Regions from separate parts of the Mus musculus genome. Here all the other regions are linked to region 1. Evidence: chromatin contacts called from public HiChIP or PLAC-seq and promoter capture Hi-C data. All regions are on one chromosome and are shown on one strand. The core of a region is the stretch at or near the end of the contact, and the rest is flanking DNA. Distances in the headings are between cores, read along the strand shown. Region 1 holds the start of Pex3 (peroxisomal biogenesis factor 3). Region 2 holds the start of Stx11 (syntaxin 11). Region 3 holds the start of Adgrg6 (adhesion G protein-coupled receptor G6).

Evidence for each region. Promoter capture Hi-C pulls out the DNA fragments that hold promoters and counts their contacts. HiChIP or PLAC-seq counts read pairs in DNA pulled down with a chosen protein or histone mark.
Region 2: a contact with region 1 is called in a promoter capture Hi-C map of liver, with 3 times the contacts expected there. The contact joins the promoter of Stx11 here to the promoter of Pex3 in region 1. A contact is called at or near these places in 4 of 39 promoter capture datasets (liver, pre-B cells and stem cell-derived epiblast-like cells) and 1 of 115 datasets of contacts at active chromatin or transcription factors (large pre-B cells).
Region 3: a contact with region 1 is called in an H3K27ac HiChIP or PLAC-seq map of embryonic stem cells, with 5 times the contacts expected there. The contact joins the promoter of Adgrg6 here to the promoter of Pex3 in region 1. A contact is called at or near these places in 1 of 39 promoter capture datasets (embryonic stem cells) and 2 of 115 datasets of contacts at active chromatin or transcription factors (astrocytes and embryonic stem cells).

What each region holds. Positions count from the first base shown.
Region 1 is chr10:13,551,517-13,556,169 of GRCm38.p6, forward strand. It overlaps Pex3 (peroxisomal biogenesis factor 3), which reads right to left and starts at 1,626. Exons shown (of 12, transcript NM_019961.3): 1 at 1,310-1,626. The coding sequence starts at 1,382. It overlaps Adat2 (adenosine deaminase, tRNA-specific 2), which reads left to right and starts at 1,391. Exons shown (of 6, transcript NM_025748.4): 1 at 1,391-1,845. The coding sequence starts at 1,750.
Region 2 is chr10:12,962,873-12,967,653 of GRCm38.p6, forward strand. Stx11 (syntaxin 11) reads right to left here and starts at 1,387. Exons shown (of 3, transcript NM_029075.1): 1 at 1,128-1,387.
Region 3 is chr10:14,542,493-14,547,326 of GRCm38.p6, forward strand. It overlaps Adgrg6 (adhesion G protein-coupled receptor G6), which reads right to left and starts at 2,544. Exons shown (of 25, transcript NM_001002268.3): 1 at 2,422-2,544. The coding sequence starts at 2,423.

The sequences.
Region 1 (4,653 bases), core at 376-2,875:
GTTTTTTCCTTCCTCTTCATCTCCAAATATAAAACTCTCAATATCGTTTCAAAAAAAACCTATTACTATATGCATATACTCTTTAATTTCTCCTATGATTATTTCTGATCTGCCATTAAGTATTTCATAAACTGTAAGGGTTAGGCTTTTCCCTCTGAAATTGCTAGAGACAATTTTCTTCCCTTAGGTAGAGCAAAAATTTTTCTTTATACGTCTTCCATGACAACTTTATCTTTAGCATATGTATTCTATAATATTGGTACAATTTATATACCTTAGATATTAGAGACTGGAGGTAATATAAAACACATTGTATCTATAAAGTATTTCCTATAAAATATGAACTATTATTCATTTGTGCTATACCTCAGAGATATGCAGAATGTGGTTACTGTTTTACAAATGTCCTAATATTTTAAGTCATATTATGATATATTTATACACACACACACATAGATCAGAGGATAGTGGTAACAGTTCTTAAAACTCAAGTTTTAAAAATTCTTTTAAACTCCCTTTTTGTGTTGTTCAAAAGATTCCCTTCTTAAAATCCCATAATTATTAACTGAGGGTTGTCTTTCCAAGACAAAGGGTTTAAAGCAGTGTGTGTGTGTGTGTGTGTGTGTGTTGCTCCTTCCCTGGGACCCAATGCAGTCAGCCTAGGCAAGCACTCTACCACAAAGTTACAATTCCAGCATCAAGATTTTTATCCTGTTTCTAACTTTCCTCTCAGCCAGTGAACTCAACTATATCACCAAAATGGATCATGACCACAACCTTGCCAGTCCTGACAACACTGCAGAATAAGCACTGTGTTGATATATAGTTTGTACTTTACAATTGGAGAACAGAAATTATCTGCTGTATATTTTACAGCAACATGCTGTTTTCGGTTTACCTTTAAACACCACCTCAAAGAGCAGACTTAAGATAATGGCCCTAGAATATTTCGAAACTCGTGTGAAAGGTTGAAAGCAGAGTTGACAAACAGAATGAAAATCTAACAGGAAAGCAAAAGAAGAAAATTGGAAGGCAAATGTATCTATCTATACGAGAATAGTGCTTTGAAAAGAAACTTCATTGGGGTAGACTCTTGAAGGCCCATGGGGAGAAAAAGGACGGGGGCAGAGTGAGGGGCAAAGGGCACAGAGATCCAGATAAAAGAACTTTAGAGGTTCTTCTTTGACGGTTGAGCCAATCCCTTCGACAAATCCCAGTTTGGTATCAGTGGGCCCTGCCTGTTTTTATAAGTCACCTCTGTCACTCCTTTCTGCCAATGGCCCCTTCTAAAAAGCATGTTGTCACTCACCTCCGAGGACTGTGCCCAGGAAGATGCATTTCTTTTTGTGACGTTTCAGAAAATTCCACATTGATCTCAGCATCTCCAGACCCCGTGTTGTGTGGGTTGCCTAGGGGAGAGGGGCTGGCTCACCGTGTCTTCCGTCCACCTGGCCTGGACCTCCGGCAGCAGCGCGGTGGCGGCGCTAGGTGCTCTCCAGAAACCACAGACGTTTCTCTGAGCAGAGGTTGTGGCTTAAGCGGAGGAAGGGGGCGTGGACTAGAGCGGAGCAGCGACGCTTTCGGTCCCCCAGCCGCCGCTTACTGATCCGGGACGCCTGGGTCCGTCCGCAAATAGCTCCCGGGTGCCTCGTCTTTTCCCGTCCTCCTGGAAGCAAGGTCCGCTCCCGCCGCGTTCCGCTGTCCTCTCTTCTCTCGTCCCTCGGCCCGGAGTCTCTGAGCGGCGGAGGTATGGAGGAGAAGGTGGAGTCCACCACTACTCCAGACGGCCCGTGCGTGGTGTCCGTACAGGAGACGGAAAAGTGGATGGAGGAGGCGATGCGAATGGTGAGGAATCGGGCAGGTGGATGCTGAGAGCGCAAACTTTCTCCCGGCCATATCCTGACCAGAGTAGTTGAGCAAATGTGCCGGGCGCGCTATCTATCATGTCTGAAAATACCTGAAGCAGCAACTTGTTTTATTCTAGGGGGAATTTTTCTTTAGCTTTGTCTCATAGTAATTGGGGTGAAGGGAAAATACAGAAACGGTTCGATTGATGTATTACAGGGAGTCTTATCTGCCGCCTGGGGATGTGTGCTCCCTACCTGCCTATCTTCCTTCCCATGTGGACACATACTTTCAAATCCATAAAGCCACATTATTTTATGGCTTGCTCCCATATAATGGGAGGAAGCTGATGTTTCTGTAAAGGGTCATATCAAAACGTGTCCTGGTACAATCCTCACCGATGATGTGTCTACTCTTTCTACGATACTTTTCTCTGCCCTTGTATTCCCTTCCTTCCTGCGATTCTTATAGATTGCTCATCATGGAGAGCTCTGGTCGTATTTTTACATGTTTTCCCAAGCTTATTACCCATATCGATGTGTGGCAGGGATAGACGTTTGTGGCAGGGATATACATACAAACTATGTATGTATACACAGTTTGATGCTGGGTTTTCATTCTGTGAACATGGAACACCAATTTGTTTACAGCATTGTAAAGGCCTTAAAACTGAGCTCAGCCTTTGGTGTGGGGATATTATTTTTGTTTATTCTTTTACAAAATTAAAATATCTCACCTTTTTATTCTAATGGTTACAGAAGTTCACCTTCATAAGAAATTAAAATCTAGAAGACAGAAACATGTTTTCCACCCCACGCCCCCAGACAAATGGCATAATGCATTCTTTTAATTTTTTAATTAACATCTTTTTTTTTTTTTTTTTTTTTTTTGGTCATCTTTCTCAGAGCTCGGGGTGGGAAGAAGAGAGCCTTTGTTCATCAGTTGTCGAGTTGAGAATTTGTTGGTTTAAGGAAGATCAAGTCACCATTTCAGTGGCAGAGCTTTGGCCTCTTCCAAAGAAGGCCAGCTTCTTAAGTTCAAATCCATCTAAACAGTTAGACCTATTTGACTCAACTCTTTTGCATTTGTGACAAAGGGAAGGGACAGACTGGAAGAAATGGGAGGGGCAATGGAAAGTCTGAGACTGGGTGGAGTGTTGTGGATTTTCAGCCTCAAGCTTTGAACTTGTCCATAGAGGAAATGCATGCACATTTGCATGTATTTGCCCTGGGAAGCAGTTCTTCTCAATCAACCCCCATAGACTGCTTTCCTAGAGCTTCACTTTCTCTCAATGGCCGTTGCATCTGCTCAGCCACTCACCAGCATCCTGGCCTACAAGCTGTGCCTTAGCAATTATGTTGTATGTCTCTTTAAGGTAGCCCTATCATTTCTAGTGAGATAAATTTGCTGGAAGGAGAGAGAGAGAGAGAGAGAGAGAGAGAGAGAGAGAGAGAGAGAGAGAACGAACCCAGAGGAACTAGGTACCAAGAAGCCCAGTCCTCCGTTGACCTGGAAGTAGAGAAAGGCTGCCAAGACAGCAATGTTCTGCAGCATGTTGGGTGCACAGTGGATAAAGCTCTTGACACTCCCTATCTCTTTGCTTCTACCTATGTACTTCCCACTTGGTTGGGGAGTTTAAAAATAAGTGATTGTTGTGTGCACATGTGTGTGGAGCAGGTGCACATGTGTGTGTATGTATCTGTGTGTGTGTGCTCGAATGTGTGTGAAGATTCCAGGACAACTTTTGGGAGGAGAGAAATTTTTCTCCTTCCATTTTTTCTCCTTCCACTGTAGGTTCTGCGGATGGAACTCATCATCATGCTTTCACAGTGAATCCTGCTGCGCCATCTTACTGGCCCAGCCATCTCACTAGCCCAGTCTTCGATTCTCTTCTACATGTCTGAAGCGGCTCACATTACCGTATCCTGTGCTCCAGGGTGCAGTCTTACCGAAAGCCTTGTCACGTGTCTCTCCCTTACTAACTCCTCCCTCTCCTCTTGTCGCTCAAACCACTCTAAACCATAAACCAGATGAAGGATCTAATCACTGAGGTCGCACTGGTTACTAAGGAGGCTTCGGAGGGAGAGCAATGCAGAGAACCCAGCACCAGACACTAAGATTTGCTCCAATTATTAATGGAATAATGAGGAAAATCAAACTCCCTAGATTTTCATTCCAAATGTCTTAAATGGCTAAGTTAATTGACCTCTCTGTGCCTCGGTTTCCTTACCTACACAATGGAGCTCAGTATTCCTATCACATTAGGATTATAAACAGAATGAATTTATAGTTACAAAGTGCTTAATATTTTATAAAAATTTTATAAAAATAAAAAACACTCCAACAACTTATCTACTTAGATTTTTTTCAACCATCTCATCTTGACATAGCATTACCTTTTAAGAGGTCTGTTGGGAGAGGTACAGTCAAAAGCTGAGAATCTGACCCAAAGGAAGTCATTTCTTCAAGCCAATGCTTTTCATTTCCACCATTCCACCTAAAATTACCTTTATTGCCGCCTTGACACAACTGACAAGCCCTTTCTTTTTGACCTGTATTTTCCTAGGGTCTTGTATAACAGTCAACAGACCTGCTTTACTTTCTCCCTCCATAGGCCCGCTACATCCTTCTTTAGCTTAGTTATTAACTTTTCTCTTTAAAATAATTTTAAGCCACAGGAAACTGCAAAAAGTGTACACAGAGAAGACCCAGCCATTCAGTGTTCTTCCGTATAACAACTGTTACTCTGCTATCAGAGCCAGGGAAATCTCACTGGTATACTCTGAAGAACTTATTAAAGTTTCATCA
Region 2 (4,781 bases), core at 137-2,636, 590 kb before region 1:
AAGGCTGACCTCAGCTCAGCCAGGATATGCAGTTATTCCTGTCTCTACTGAGCTCCTAGATAGGGAAGTCTATTTCTTAGAGCCTTTATCCAGCCTCAGGGAGACTCAGCATCTTAATGTCTGGCTCCAGCAACCATCTACTTTCTTCAAAAGCTTCTATATGTTTTTTTTTAAGGCACTAATTTGGTAAAAATAAACTTTCTGAAATATTTTAAATTTCAGAGTAACTTACAATCACTTCATTAAATGTCCAGTTTCTACCAACTAGTGAAAACAACAGCCAAATGGTTATTGGATAAAGAAATTAATTTTCTCTTCAGCTTCTGTGGGAAAGCACATGATTTTAAGGGTTTATCTCAGATCAGCCTAGTGACCCTAGCTGGCATGTTGTCCCATCAGGCGCTCTAGGAAACTGAAAACTTGAATAGTTACTTCCTAGGCCGCCTGCCCCAGTTTGACAGTACCAGACTGAATCTTCGGTCTTATTCAAAGTACAGGAATCCAACCTCACTTTTCAAAAGCGTATTAACAAAGCCTTGCAATTGTAGTAGACTTGTGACTCATTTGTGGATACCCGTGTAGAAACAACAGCTCCTCCCTCTGCTGAGAAATGGCTCTAATAAGTGTGAGAGTCACAGGAAGTAAAACGCAGGTCTCAGCTGATGTTCGCGGAGCCAAAGAAGCCAACAGAATTCCGTGGTGTGGTTCTCTAAGCAAAGCCATCAGATCGGTTTCCTAAAACAAACTACCCCAAATCCTCCGTGGGAGCTGTTTCAACGCGGTATCAGTGTTCCTGTATTTCCTGGCTCCTGAGTCATACTGTCAAGTTCAAGTGGAGAAGTGTCCATTCTGATGTGTTAGAGAAAGTGGCGACCGAACTGAATAAAACACCTCCATTAAATAAAAACAACAAAAATTCAAAACAGAAGTTGCCTCAGGAAGCTTCAGAGTCAGTCTACATTTCTGAAGCACTTCTGATAACGCATTATATTCTTAAACATAAAAAAAAAAAAAAAAAAAAAAAAAAAAAAAAAAAAAAAAAAAAAGCTCTCGGCTCTAGGTGAGAAACCCAAAGCCTCGTCCTGAAGGTACCTAGAGGCACAGAGGGAACCACACCCCAAACCCACCTGCAGCTGCGCAGCATCCCTGCCAGCGCGGTCCACCACTCCAGCCAACCCCGAACCTGGGTCCCCGATGTCGAAAGAGTTAGAGAGCTAAGCAGACTCGCGGGACAAAACGAACCGTGATCCTGCGGGGCGCTGATCCAGCGTCCGGACGCCGGGAGGACACCGCGGCGTGTCCCCGCGGCTCTGCCCCCTCCGCTTCTTGCTGGCCCGGGCTGCGCTTCTCAGCCGGGGTCCGAGCCCTGAGCCGCAGGGCCGCGTCTGGTGCTGCTGGCTCCGCCCCTGCCGCGCTGAGGCTGCACAGCTGGGGACCAGGGCCCCGCCCCGGGGACGCCCTCGGCTAGGCGCGCAGCTTCCCGTCCCGACTGGGGTCGCCACGCTGCGGGTTGCTGGGAACCTAAGCACGAGCCTTCTTCCCCTCCTGTGCACCCCGAGATGCTGCGGGCGACGGTGTGGACCACCCGGGAACTTGCTCTTTCTTCTTCCTTGCTCTGGGATGGAGAGATGGGCGGGGCGGGATCCATCGGACTTTCCGCGGGAAAACCCCTCAGCGCGGATGACTTTTGCAGTCCAGAGTAGTTCCGAAACTAGGGCACTAGAAACCGTTTCTGAGCGTGGGTGTGGCTGCGCCAGCGGGGACCCGCACGACTGCCTAACCCGAGGTTGTGGACCACGTAGACACTGAGCCCCGCCTTCCACTAGCCCCTTCCTGCCTGCTGTCAGTGGGACACCCACAGGAGTATTGCCACGACCTTGTCCTCGTTGCCTGGCACCCTACTGGGGGCTCAGAAACAGAAAAGGGGCATTCTGGCTAGGGGGTGGGAAACCGCTGGACAAACAAGGTAGAAGGCTAGCCATCAAGAAACAAAGAAAGTATGAGAGGAGGGGCTGGAGAGATGGCTCAGTGGTTAAGAGCGCTGACTGCTCTTCTAAAGGTCCTGAGTTCAAATCCCAGCAACCACATGGTGGCTCACAGTGGCTCACAACATCCATAATGAAATCTGACGCCCTTCTCTGGTGTATCTGAAAGACACAGCTACAGTGTACTTACATATAATAATAAATAATATTTAATAAATCTTAAAAAAAGAACACAGGAAGAAAGAAAGATGATATGCATTGATAGGAAGCCACCGCCAGAAGAATTTGAGGAACAAGGTGTTACGGTAACCCAAAGTTATCCATCTAATGTGAAATGACCGATGAATCGATCTACTAATGTAAGGCCAGGTAAGGCCAGAAAGACAAATCTCCGGGGCAGAGCAACTTCAGGCAACTTAAGCAGAAACTCCACTTTCATGGAAAAGAAGCTTGTCTCTGCACTCTAAGTGTGGGCCAGCCTGCTCCTCACCTCAACAGAGGACTGTATGGAAAGGAGACGGAAAGTAGTTTTTACCACACACAGAGCAGCCACACAGTTCACCCAATACACAAGGTCAGATACTTAAAGCCAGGTAAAGGTAACACTTTATCCTTGGGGCCTTTCTCCTCCATGCCCCAGCCTTCTGTTTTGTTTTGCTTTTCATTTGTTTTGTTTTGTTTTTTTGAGTCAGGGTTTCTCTGTGTAGTCCTGGCTGTCCTGGAACTCACTCTGTAGACCAGGCTGGCCTCGAACTCAGAGATCCACCTGCAAGTACTTGGATTAAAGGCGTACAGCACTGTCTCCCAGCTCACCGTAGTCTTATCATGAAGGAAATATCCAATGAAACCTAGCAACCCAACACCCTTAAACCTCCCTAGCTATGGGCCTGGGTGATAGCTCAGGGGATAATGCAGTTACCCTTTAGCTCGAGGAGCTAAGATTCCCCACAACCTACATAAAAATGTGCCTGCAGAGCCTTGGTGAGGCAGGAGACCAGCCAGGCTTAAATCATTGGGAAGTTCCCTGCCAGTAAGAGACCTAGTTTCAAAGGTGATAAATGATGTTATGACAGTGAGTAGAGGTTGCCTCTGGCTCAACAAGCACAAATCCACTTGCACTCCCCCACCCCCACCCGCAAAAATGCCTGACCAATATTACTCACAGCTGTTGAAAGGTCGTACAACAAACATTAGAAAGGAATCTTAAACTGCCACAGAAGATCCTGAGATGGCTGAGAGGCGGGATTAGGAATTAAACAAAAACAAAGGGTCTGGGAGATGACCCAGCACTCAATGCTCTTGCAGAGGACCTGAGTTTGGTTCACAGCACCAACATGGTCCTTACTAACTCCAGTTCCAGGTGATCCAATGCCTCTCCTAACCTCTGTTGGTGCCAGGCACACACATGATATGCACATGGTAGATGAAGGCAAAACATTCCCATATATAAAATAAAAGAAAGGAATCTTCGGAAATGAAAACAAAACATTAGGGGAATGTGCCTGGAACCTTAATAAGGAGGGAGGGAGGAGGCTGGCTTCTCAGCCAGGATGAATCTGTCCTCTTAATGTATGATGGTGATAGAAGGGGAACCTAGAACAGAAAATATGGGACAGCATCAGTTCGGCAACTTGTGTGTGTGTGTGTGTGTGTGTGTGTGTGTGTACAAGAGTGTGTGTGTGTGTGTGAATATAAAAGTGTTCTAAAATGGCTTTTAACTTGTGCTGGCATATGAACAAAGGCCTTAAGTATGATAGACTTTAGTTTGTTCACCAACCTACACCCTTCCCCTCCCTAGCACTGATTATTTGAAAAAGAACTAAAACAAGGATAATGGGCACTCTATGCTCTGAGGGAGGATGCAATCTCCACAGTACTTTGATGTGGACCTTTGGGACCTGGTAGGTGCAGATGTCATAATCCTGCAGCTGGAACATGCTTGCTTTCCTGGGATGCAGAGGGTAGAGTGGCAGGTGGTGGGCTAAGATGGAGAAGATGGCATGGAGAACATCATGGTCAAAATTTGGCTTCCACTGAGATGCGGTACAAAGAAGAACTTAGAGCAGAAGGGAGACATGACGTGGCTTTTCCATCATCCACCATTCTGTTGAGGCAAGATTGGAGACAAAGAGAAGCACTTGGATGTGTTAGTAAACAGTGGCAGATATTTCTTTCTAAATTTGACTGGGTCACAGAATAGCCAGACATTATTCTAGGTTTGGCCATTAGGGTGACTTTTGCATAGGGTTAAATTCAGTAAAGCACATTGCCCTCTCCAGTGCAAGGTGGCTTTATACCTACTCCTGAAGGCAAAAAAAAAAAAAAAAAAAAAAAAAAAAATGGCTAAGGGTCAATTCCTTTGTCTGTCTGTCTCTGAAAGGAGACCTTGGAATTCTCTTTGGACTTAAGTGAAGACTGGAATGTCCCCTATGGGCTCTTCTGCTCCCCCAGCCTTCTGAATCAGCCTGGAACTGCATGATGACTTCTGGGTTACCAGTCTGTTGACCAAAGCTCTTGGGACTTCCCAGCTTCCATAAATGCACGAGCCAATTCCTTACCATGCACAGGCATATGTATAGGACAGCTCTCTGTATCTTCTATTTGTTCTGCTTTGCTGGAAAATCTTGAATCACAAGAAACCAGAGTGGAAAAACAAGTAAGAAGCCACGGGGTTCTGGCCACGTTCACAAGAAAACTGTGGTAAAAGGATAAAGGGCATGAGAAAGGGGAGTGAAAAATGAGAAACTAGCTGGGGGATGGGAAAAAGAAAAGAAAAATGAGCATCTAGTAGAAAAG
Region 3 (4,834 bases), core at 1,294-3,793, 990 kb after region 1:
TATACTGGAATTCTTAGTTGGGAGTTGGTACAGCCCTTAAATGTCATCATTTCCACAGAGCAGTATACATGATAATGTCATCTAGCTTTGACAAGGCAATGATGTCATCCAACTAGGCCTGAACATGGAAATATATATCTTGCCACAAATACTACACACTTTCTGTTTAGTCTAAGTATGAGATAGTCTCTAGAAACTTCTTCATTCCTCAGAAATGTAAATTCTATATAATATGTGGACAGTTAGAAACATATTGGGTTGAAAGACATTATCATCTGTTTATTTTTAATATATAAATGACATTTCTCTCATTATTTCCAGAAATCAGAGCGACATTTCACTTAGGCAGTAACAAATATGGGCTTCTAATACTTCCCATAAGCTAACAGACAATGGTCTCATTCACCATTCACATTGGAAAGGCACAATGTCATGTAACTTATAAAAGCCATAAATGGAACAGTATCTTCATGCAGTGTGAGACCCACAAAGGCCAGCCTTCCTAAATCTCCTCAATTTCTCAGAGCATGAAAAACCTGCAATTGTAATAACTCCTAAATATATTTATAAAGTCTGTAATCTCAAACCATGAGGGTAACAATATACAAGTTTGTTCTACACAAGAAAGACCCTGCCAAGACCCTTAAGTAGCCTGCGTATTTTTATTTACTGAAATTAAAATTTGAAAAATATAATTTGTCTCCCATTTCAACGTTTTTAACAAGATAATAGAAATATTTTCCTTGGGTAGCTTGGCATTATCTCCATGTAGTCTAACTTGGCTAAAATGGGTTAAGCTGTCTCAAACAACTGCACAGAAAATACGCATAACCATCTTGAAAGAGAGAAAATATTTCCAGCAAAAGAATTTGGTAAAGAAATTTAAATCAAGGACAAAAAGCTTTGAATGATTGTTTGCTCATGACTCAACCTGAGAAGACATAAATTTAATCACACTTAATCCAAATTGCGAGAGTGTTATCATTACTGGTTGATCAGTAGTGTGTGTGTGTGTGTGTGTGTGTGTGTGTGTGTGTGTGTGTGTGTGTGTGTGCTTTTAATCCCATGAGGTCTCTATACCTGGGGAGGCTGCCTAAACATCTCCAGTGAAAAGTCAGGGTATGTTTGCAGGAAAAACTGAAGTTGGAAACAAACTTAGCAGTCATTCCAAACCTGTTGCCTGCATAGGCGAACCAGTCTTATGTTACAAGGCTGGCTGTTTCCCAAGACAAACGCTTACAAGTTATCCATTCGTCCATTCCACTGGCAGAAGCAAAACTGTAAAAGTCACAGGTGTGGCATTACTTCACATGGAGTTTTAATAAAAATAAGTGGTATTCATTACAAGGCACAGAGCAGAGATCAGAGCTGCGGCATGGCGGGTGTGGTTGGTATGCTCTGTTCTGTCTCCCACCTTAAAAACGCGTTTGGGGATGCAGACAGGACAGAGCAGCGAAGGGAAATAAAGACTCAAGATGCTTGGTGGTAACCTGGAAGAGGAAATTGAAGTGGAAATAAGTAAGGATGGAGTAATGGAGTGAGGGAAGTATCAATTTGTTATACCTCTTCAACAAGTTAGTGGAAGGGGGTTAAACGTCTGCCAAGTTGATGGCCCAAGAATAAAGCAAATGGCCGAGGGAATAATTACAGTGTGAAAAAAGGCAACAACGTTTAAGTTCACCGCAAAGATAAGTGTGACCCTTCTGAGAATCACTGACCAGTTGGGAAGGCCAGGAACTGCGGAGGCTGCTCTTTCACCAGGTCCCTCTGAGCCATCCCACAACTTGGATGGTAGTTCCATCCAGGCAAAACCTTCATGCTTTTTCTGTCTCACCCTCTCCTCCAGTGCCTCCTACTTGTAATTCTACCGGAAGCCTCCATCATTCCTTATTTACTTGTTAATCAACATCTTCTACTGAGAACACTTTTCTGAGTTCTTCAAAGAAAACGGCGAGAGGTGGGAGGTTACAACTGGATAAAAAACTCATTTAAATATCTATGAGGTCTAAGAAGGACTTCTACAGGCAAAAATGACAGCTGAAAGCCAATGTCTCGCTGGCAGTACCTTCCCAGACCCTAGGTGTTGATCCCGGGAATGCTGGCTTGACAGGACCAGGACCCTGAAGACAGATACACAGTGCGTTCCTACTTGTTTAACCTGAATCAAAACCCTGCCATTCTTATTTTTTCCACTGCCCAAAAGTGAGGTTTAACTCTCTAGGGGAGAAAGGGTTCTCTAGGGGAGAAAGCCACACACACATGCTCCGGCTCTGTTTGGCAATACCCAGTCCCGGGTGCCTCGAGGAGGCACGCTGAAGCTTCTCTTACTGCAGTTGGTACCTTTCTAGGAAGCGCTGCTCTAAAGTGGTGAAGGGGACACAGATGGAGGTGCGATGGGCTCCAACCTGGAAGGCGACTTACATGCTGGCATTACCGTGTGGAGATTCCCAGAGGCCGCACACTCATCCTCCAGCGCTCTCTGCGTTGTTGCCCTCAAGCTCCACCGAAGAAGATCCCGGCTTTCGGGACCGCGACCCGCAGGACCCTTCGTCACGCCCTTTCTCGAGAGTTCATAGGGTTTCCCGGCAGCTGCTCGTCGCCTGCGCAAGGGGCGGCGCAAGGTGGACCCGGGGCGCGCGCCGTGGAGTTCAAGATCAGGTCCGGCGCGCGGGGGAGCGGCTGACCGCGGCAGGTTCTGCCGCCCGGGCGAAGAACTTTCACAAGAGTTGGGACGAAGGGCTCCGGCGAGCGGGTGGCGTCCGATCCCGGCCTGCGGGGCTTGGAGAGGCTGAGATCACCAGGCTCCTGAGCCTGCGGCCAGTCGCGGCGCAGCGCTGGCGTCCGTTTCCCCCTGAGGCTCAGGTGCGGCTCGGCGCGCCCCCCGGGTGGCCCCAGCTCTAGGCGTTCAGAGGACAGAGGACCGTCCTGCAGGCGCAGCTGCCCCACCCAGGGCCGGCCACCCGAGGGCAGAGGCAAAGGGAGAAGTCGCCACGCGGGGCGGGACCGGCGCGGGCGGCGGGGTTGGAAGACTGGCACAGAGCCAGAAGCAGCTCCGGGGAGGGGACCCCGCTGACCCCGAGGTCACCCGCGGGCCGCGAGAGCAGAAACCCGCAGAGCTTGGGTGAAGGAGCTCCGAACGCAGGCGCGCCAGTGGGCATGTGTTCTGAACGCTGCCAAGAACCCGGGCTGTCCCTTACTTTTCCCTTTCTTAGTTCTTCCTCCTCCGCCCCCCCCCCCCGCCCGTCCCCTCAATTTTCCTCCAGAAAGAAAGAAAAGAAGAGAGAGAGAGAGAGAGAGGAAGAAAGGAAGGAAGGAAGGAAGGGAGAGAAAGGAAGGAAAGAAGAGAAGAGAAGAGAAGAGAAGAGAAAAGAAAAAGAGAAGAGAAAAGAAAAGAAAAGAAAATGGAAAAGAAAAGAGAGAGAGAGAGAGGAAGAAAGAAAGAAAGAAAGAAAGAAAGAAAGAAAGAAAAGAAAGAAAGACAGGGGGAAGGGTATTTAATGAGGGAAAGGTGGAGGAGGGCTTGAGAGGTTTGGGGCGATATGCCTCCTTTAAATTTAACTTTTTTTTTTTTCTGTTTGAGTGGAATTAATTTACTAATACAAGTGCAGCCGCTCACTAGGGGAAGTCAAGACAGCCAGGCAATGCTTCTCCTGAGAAACTGCTTTGCAAGGGATATAGGCACACCCACTTGCTAAAAGACAGGGAAGCGCTCCAGCAGAGGGTCCCTTGCGCTGTGCCTTACCAGACTAAATTCAGAGTGCTAGGGGCGGCGGCCTTTCCAGACTTGGTTCCATTCAGAGTGAGGCAGTACGGCTTTCCTTGTAGACACACACACACACACACACACACACACACACAAAAGCCATAAAAGTAGATTAACCCTGATTGGCTAGTGGTAGAGAAGGGTTGGGGTAGGAGGCAAAGAGGTAAAACAGGACTGAGGACAGATAGTTTCAGGCAAAAGAAAGAGGAAGCTGGAAAGCCGCCAGCAATCTAGACTACTTCTGATCCAGCCTGTGTTCTTTTGATTTTTATCAGTATTTATTTTAACGTTTAAAAAAAAAAAAACACAGTAGAATTAATAAAGAATCAAACTGCTTCATTTAAGGAAAGCTGAGATGGTTTTGGTTTTACAGGTAGAGAAATAGGTCCAGGGAGGCATAGTCTGCACTAATTATTCAGAAATGATCAGGGTTCGAGTCTAAGGTTTAGAGACTCTCAGTTCAAGGCCGCCTCTGTGACACTAGATTGTCTCAAGGATTTAACGTTCCTCCTAGAACTTTTCAAAACGACATAATTTTACAGTTTTGTGGGTCTGGAATCTGGGTGTAGCTTAGCTCTGAAGGCTCGACAGGACCAATGTCTACCTGGAAGCTCTTCATGAGGTTCTTCCACCCACTGTTTTGCTTACTCTTTGACAATGATTACTCTCATCCCTCATGTTCATCTATCTCCGACTTGTCCCTATGGATCCGAGGCTGACTCATGACTTCCGGGTTGGTTTTGTGACCCGCTTAGTTTAACCACTGCCATCCATTGGTTTCAAACTCTCCATTGGAGCTTGGTGGGATCACAATTAAAAGCGAGTCCCCATTACCTGGATTGGTTAGTATCAAATAATTCAGCAACCAGAGATAGGGCTACCTGAGTTCTTTGTCTGTATGTCTGTTGGTGGAAGCCAACCTTCCAAGTAGGACGTGCTGATTTTTGCAATAATGGCATCGTTGCTAACAATGCTCTCATGGTATTTGAGGCCTGCTCTATAAAAGGAATCTATATATCTGGTTCCATAAACCTGGCCACAAATCCATGAATTCGAGGTCACAGAACCCAG